Regions from separate parts of the Mus musculus genome. Here region 1 is linked to region 2. Evidence: chromatin contacts called from public promoter capture Hi-C data. All regions are on one chromosome and are shown on one strand. The core of a region is the stretch at or near the end of the contact, and the rest is flanking DNA. Distances in the headings are between cores, read along the strand shown. Region 1 holds the start of Cryz (crystallin, zeta). Region 2 holds the start of 3110067G11Rik (RIKEN cDNA 3110067G11 gene).

Region 1 (3,180 bases), core at 119-2,618, 2.1 Mb after region 2:
ATAAACAACCTCCGAGCCAAATGAGTGGTTTATGCTTAGCAAATGTACACAATGTCACACCACGACTTGGAACATCTCTGGCTTACCTATGTTTTCTCCACCCTGATTTTTTTTTTCACTTTCCTTCTTTTCTAATAAAGCAGAGTAAAAATAAATAGCCACCAAGTATAAGATACATAAGCTAGACAAGGTTCAGAAAGCATCCTATGACAACTCAGAATGGACAGCCACTCTTAAGTGGGCACTGTGCTTGTCTGCACCTCTTTCTGTGTCTGGCATAACAGTGGAGCTTGGAGAGTCGTGTCTCAGCTATGTAGATATAGGGGAAGCATTATAGGACAGCTACTCCAGAAGCTGAGGCAGGAGGACCACAGGTTCCAGGAGTTCTTGGTCTATTAAATGTGTTCAAGATCAGTCTATGCAGCTTTGAAAGATCCTGTTTTAGAAGGTTTAAAAAAAAAAAAAAACAAAAGGTAGGGAGGAGGCTGGAAGTTTCACTCAGTGGTAGAGTGTTTGCTGAGCATGATCGAGACCCTAAGTTCGGTTCTCAGTACTCTGCCACTCCTAAATGAAGAACAGGAACAAGACAAAGACAAGTAACTAAAGAAAATAGTTCAATCTTGGCAGTTGGTTAAAATGAGGAAAGGATTGCAGGTTACAGAACAATATAAATTTGGATTTTCTAAAGTAAATTCTGCTTAAAAATGAAAATATATAAAATATATATCATATTCTATTATGATTATATTTTGTATAATCATAATTATAATATGTTTTCATTATAGATATTTTACACATAGTATATACATATATATTTATACATTTATAAATATATTATACATATATGTGTATGCATCCCTCATATGCATATACATATGAATGTGTTGTGAAACATGGCTTGGAGAAGAGACAACAGTGTTTTGGAGACTCGTCTGAATAAACCCAGGCAGGGCAGTTGTAGAAGAGGTGTGGGCAGCTAGCTTGTGAGCAAGAGTGTCCATGAACAGAACGGGAGTGGTGGAAGCAATATAAACATGAACAGACCTCGATAATCTGGGACTTCAGTACGTGAAGAACCAAGCGGAACCTAGCGACTTTTAACCAGCAATATGGGGCCAGGCACGATGAGAAATGTTGGAAATAAATTACCCTATTTCACGTGTTGTCTAGTTATCCTGTGTTGTGGGACAGGAAGAGGATGAGAGCGTGCAGCCAGGGGCTTTGACCATGTATCTACAGTACTGTTTCATTTAGAGCTAAAATGCCCAGGGCTGTAATAATGACACCGGCCACCAGGGGGCAGCGACCCCTTAACCTTCGGGCGCCCATCTCATAGCGACAGTGATTGGGTTAGCGCGGCTCGAGGGCGAGCGTGACCGAAGGGACTTGGAGACTCGAGCTCCTCCAGCGCTCTGTAAATCCAATCCCCAGCCTTCGCCACTTAAGCTAGCTCCACCATCACCCGGAGGACGCATTAGCATTGCACAGCCTCCCCCGGCCCGGGCCTCACCCCGTCCAGAAGGAGGATGCGCCCTGCGCAGGAGCTGGTGGTGAAAAACTCTTCCCGCGAGTTCAGGAGCTCCACCACCTCCACCGCGTCCTCGTCCACACTGCCCTTGCGGCTAAGGTCCGCCTTGCTCAGACTCTGCGCCTTCCACCGGCCGAACTCCGCGCTACGGTCCATGAGCGAGCGAGCGAGCTGGGGTCGGCTTTCTGCTCTGGAATGCGCCTTCTTCTCCATGGGCGCAGCCATATTGCCGCCACGGTGGCCGGAGAGGACCAAAGTTCCCCATTGGCGCAACCAGGAGCAAGACGTGCGCCGCCAGACCGTACAGGCGTAAACCGAGAGGGGGAGCCTAGCGAAGTTAGGGAAAGCCAGCCCACCTCTTTCCCCACAGACCTTCTGGAGCTTAGGAGGTTTTGTTTCCTACTCTAGAGGAGGGTAAGTCACCCAGGACCGCAAGCAAGGTCCTACTCTTGTCTGCCGGGAGGCTTTTTTTTTTTTTTTTTTCTTTCTTTCAAGTTCTAGGCTCCAGGAGATCTATCTGCACTGGAGAACTGCACAGCAGGCGGCCGGTGGTTCCGACTGGGGTAGCTGCCTACTGATGCCTGGGGATTTCTGCCGCCACCCAGGCACTCGCGCCCCAACTCCGGGTTCACAACTTCCCAGGTGCAGGTAGAGGAGGTCTGTGTTCTGTCCTCCGGTGTGTATGCAGTGGGCGTTGTTATTCCTATTTTTAGACATAGTGGCACCCACCTACAGTAGTCTTCAAAAGAAAGAAGAGAGACCTAGAGAGAGTCAGAGACAGAGGGACACAGAGAGGGACAGAGTTAGAAAAACCTAATACATTGTTAACTACATCTTGCGCATTTACAGTTCCCAGAGTTCCTGCCTCAGTCTTGTGACCAGAAAAGACCTGTTAATGATTGAAAGTGCAGAGGCCACTGTGTGGACTTCGTGTCCACCTCGAGCCCCTGAAGCCACCATAACTCCCCGCTGGCTCCTGCCCTAGGAAATGCAGCTTGTAGCAAGCAGCATTCTGTCACACTGAAGCGGGGCCTGCCCTGTCCATGAGATGCTGCAGGGGTACAGAGTGATCAGTGTGAAAGCAAGACCGTGACAACATCATATAGCCAGAAGACTTGGACTGGATACTTTAATTTTCATCATTTATTCGTGTTTCCAAGTTAATAGTAAGCCACAAGCTTCCATGAGCCATTCTGGAACAGTGGCAGTACATTTTATAACTATGAGGCCTCTTTTTTAGTCTTCATTTAAAACTCTCTCTAGAAATCAATTTTATTTTATTTTGCTCTTTTTTCCACACCGTGTGTATTCCTGGTGCACTCAAAGGACAGAAGAGGGTATTAGATCTCCTGGGACTGGAGTTAGAATAGGTTTCGAGCCTGAGTCACCAAGTTGGTGCTGGAAAGCCAAATGAAGCCCTCAGCAAGAGGATAACAAGTGTTCCTTGCCGCTAGCCCTAACCTTGGCCCTCTGCACTTCATTAGTAATATGTCTTTCCTCTTGAGTTTGAGAGTTGACTCACTAACTCTATGTTAAGATATACATACGTCTAACATATCCCCTACCCATTTAACTTTCATTTAAACCAATGAATGAGTTTCAATCAGTCTAGAGGAGGAATTTTTAACTGTGTATGTCCTAGAAATAAAAAG
Region 2 (3,426 bases), core at 359-2,858:
ACACATGAGCACACACACAGACACAGTCAGCTCTAATAGTGTATGCTTTTACAGTAATTAGACACATCTTTAAACTGTAGCATGATTTCCCACATCTTTAAAGGTAAATAGCCTCTGTAACCATACCTTTGGCAGTACTAAGTACCTTTTGCAAACCAACCTATCCTATTTCTAGGTAATCGCTCTGGTTTTTTTTTTCTTTCTTTCTCAAAATCTATCCATTCCTACCCTTGAAATCCTTCTCTTTAAATGGAAGTGGTCTCAGCCCAGAGTTCATGTTTTTGTGACTGAATGACTCCTTTCAGAGAAAAGCTATTTTGCTTCTTAACTGTGAGTCTGAGCCACCCAGGGCCCACAAGTCACTTGTCACCTCCTACAGCCACCATGAGGCTTTGCTAAGCTGAGGGTCAATGTGTTCAATGCTCTGCAGCCTGGAGTGACTAAGAAATTATCTATTTACGCTAGTCAACATTTCTACAAGCTCTGAAAGCCTCTGACAGGCATTTGGGTGAAACATGCCAGTGACAGGGTCAGCTGTGGGTCATGTAAGACTTTAGATTGGGCTGAGACCCAGAGAGTAACAGGCCTGCTTCCTTATTATCAGGGCCTAGAATCTAGGAGGTACCGGGCAACTGCTGGGCCAATGACTGGGTGATGAGCGTTCCGTGAGGCAGTCCTGTACACAGCACAAGGACTCGTTGCTTTGGACCTGCTAAGTGGTTGGGAGAGCATTGACTGATCTCTTTTCTGAGGTCACAAAGTTCCTACATCCTGGCTCTAATTAAGTTGTTGACGTGATCACACAAGCTAAGTAAATCAGACAGCTCTGACCTCTATAACGCGCTAAGGGTCCCTTTACCTCCATGGCCTGGTTCCTTAACTGGATTCCACAAAGGGGTCCCTACTTTGGGTGTGTTACACCATAGTCACCTAGCCTTCCTTTCACTGTGCTCCCGTCCATGGAAGGATTCTAATCCTGACATGTTAAAAGTTAGGTCTGGAATATTCTCTAAAGGCTCATTCATGAGGTGAAGGCTTGAGCCGTCAGCCTGGCACTGTGGAAGGTAGTAGGGAGTTTAAGAGGTGGGACTTAGCAGTAGACTTGAGGTCTTTGGGATGTGTGCCCTGAAGGTGACTGCAATGCTGGCTCACTCATTTTCTATTTCATGACATGGTCATGAGGTGAGAAGTCCTGTCTGGTCATGTGATCTCACCATGGCATTCCAGGCAGGCACTCCACTAATGATTCGCAGCCATAAACTACTTCTAGAGCTCTGTTCAGTCAGTATTTGGCTGCCTGGGTTTTCTCTTTACTGTGGAACTGGCACAATCTTGGTTGGCAGGGGCTCCATCAGCACGGTTACTGCAGTGAACGAAGAGACTTAGGATGGGGGAAAAATCCCAGACCAGAAAAAAATATCTATGAATGTCTACAGCTGACACTGGAAGACTTGAAAGTTTAGAAGATTCCCCAAGAAAAGGGGGCAGTAATTTGCAATGCATCTTGAAATGTATAGAAAAAAATGGGGGTCTGATAGACAGAGCTGTGAGAAAACAAGACCTGGCAAAATGCTAACCACAGAACTTAGTTGACAGATACACAATGCTCACCATAAAAATGCTCCCAGCTTTGTTGGAAGTTTGAAAATTCTCATTATTAAAAAAGAAAAAAAAAAGGAAGGAAGGAAGGAAGGAAGGGAGGAAGGGAGAGAGAGGGAGAGAGAGATAGAGAGAGAGAGAAAAAAGAAAGAGAGAGAAAGAGAAAGAAAGGAAGGAAGGAAGGAAGGAAGGAAGGAAGGAAGGAAGGGAGGAAGGAAGGAAGGAAGGAAGGAAGGTAGGTCGGTCTTTAAAAGATCCCCCAGGTGACTGTGGGCTGTGCCTGCCTGAGAGCTTGCTTTTCTGGAGGACCGGAGCAAGAAAAGGTTTGCCCTGGAGCTGGCGGCAGCCCAGAGAGGCTTGCTCATCTCTCTCTTCTTAATTACAGTGTAATAATGCTGAGATAAAGGCCATGGTGAACAAGTAACTGCTGTGATAGCTAATAAAGTCCTCATCCCCTTACCGAAGGCTCGGCCGTTCCTCTCACAGCAGATGGGAGGAACTGCTAGTGTTCTCTGTCAAGCTGGTGGGAAGAAAGTAAGACTGGGGGTTCAGAGATGAAATATGCCTGAGAGTCCCTGCATGCCATCCTGAAGAAAGTCCCCATTTTCCCAGGTTTATTGGCTTGCTGTGTTATCTAATACATGTCTGCTTTGTTTGAAATAGGGCCTGCAATGTTTGTAGCAGCCTTAGAAACAGAAGCTCTCTACAATAGAGAACACTATGCCAAGAGGCACAGGTGCCCTGGTACTGCTCCGACCCCCACCTGTAAGGCCCTCTGGCCCTCCCTGCTGGAGTGAGGCAGACTTGGAATTCAGACAAACATCACATATTCTATCAGCCAGTGGTCACAGGGAGCCAGGTGAAAACTGTAGCCCCACAGGTTTGCCATCAGAAACATCCAAGAAAGTATGCTTGTATGACAGCAAACATGAGTCACTATTTAAAACTCTGTTTAATGAAGAGCTTCATTATTTTATGTGCTAAATTGGGGCACAGGATCTGGCCCAAATGTCAGCTAGCAGAGACTTTTAAAACACTGTTTACTCTCTGTCCTGAGAAATCTGAGATTGTGCAATTCAGCCCAAACCAACCACAGCCATAGACATAGTCGTGATATATCTCATTAAAACAGAACACTCAAGGGGGACGTACACGCTATTGAACACATACAACAAACAGACAGAACCCCAGAAATGGAGGCACTCGTTGTGATAAGTCTGGTAGTCTCTTCATGCTGCAGGGTTCACCACGATGTTGACCACAGTCAGCTGTTAGTATGGGTTCAGGTCAAACTGGACCGGCGTCCCAGTCAGTGTTCTATGGCTTCCAGAAGGATCTCTGCCCATGGGGAAGGAGGTGGAGACTGGGAGGTCAGTCCTGGGCATAGATTTGTATTTTTGTCTTTCTCATGGTAATATGGCATTCCAAACGACCACCAAGTCAACAGTACTGCTTCTTGGAGGAAATCATTTAAAAACTTGAAGAAGACAAGAAAGGAAGGAAGGAAGGAAGGAAGGAAGGAAGGAAGGAAGGAAGGAAGGAAGGAAAGAAAGAAAGAAAGAAAGGAAGAAAGAAAGGAAGGAGGAAAGAAAGGAAGAAAGGAAGAGAGAGAGAGAAAGAGAGACAGAGAGAGAAAGAGAGAAAGAGAGAAAGAAAGAAAGAAAGAAAGAAAGGAAGGAAGAAAGAAAGGAAGGAGGAAAGAAAGGAAGAGAGAGAGAAAGAGAGAGAGAGACAGAGAGAGAGAAAGAGAGAAAGAGAGAAAGAGAGAAAGAAAGAAAGAAAGAAAGAAAGAGAGAAAGAAAGAAAGAAAAGAAGAAAGAGAGACTG

The links. Capture Hi-C pulls out chosen DNA fragments and counts their contacts.
Region 1: a contact with region 2 is called in a promoter capture Hi-C map of adipose tissue, with 5 times the contacts expected there. The contact joins the promoter of Cryz here to the promoter of 3110067G11Rik in region 2. A contact is called at or near these places in 3 of 39 promoter capture datasets (the C10 cell line, liver and pre-B cells) and 1 of 9 other capture datasets (adipose tissue).

Annotation. Positions count from the first base shown.
Region 1 is chr3:154,595,343-154,598,522 of GRCm38.p6, forward strand. Cryz (crystallin, zeta) reads left to right here and starts at 1,369. Exons shown (of 9, transcript NM_009968.4): 1 at 1,369-1,942. Tyw3 (tRNA-yW synthesizing protein 3 homolog (S. cerevisiae)) reads right to left here and starts at 1,756. Exons shown (of 6, transcript NM_172474.5): 1 at 1,511-1,756. The coding sequence starts at 1,684.
Region 2 is chr3:152,487,959-152,491,384 of GRCm38.p6, forward strand. 3110067G11Rik (RIKEN cDNA 3110067G11 gene) reads right to left here and starts at 1,609. Exons shown (of 1, transcript NR_165813.1): 1 at 1-1,609. All of the region lies in intron 10 of Ak5 (adenylate kinase 5), which reads right to left.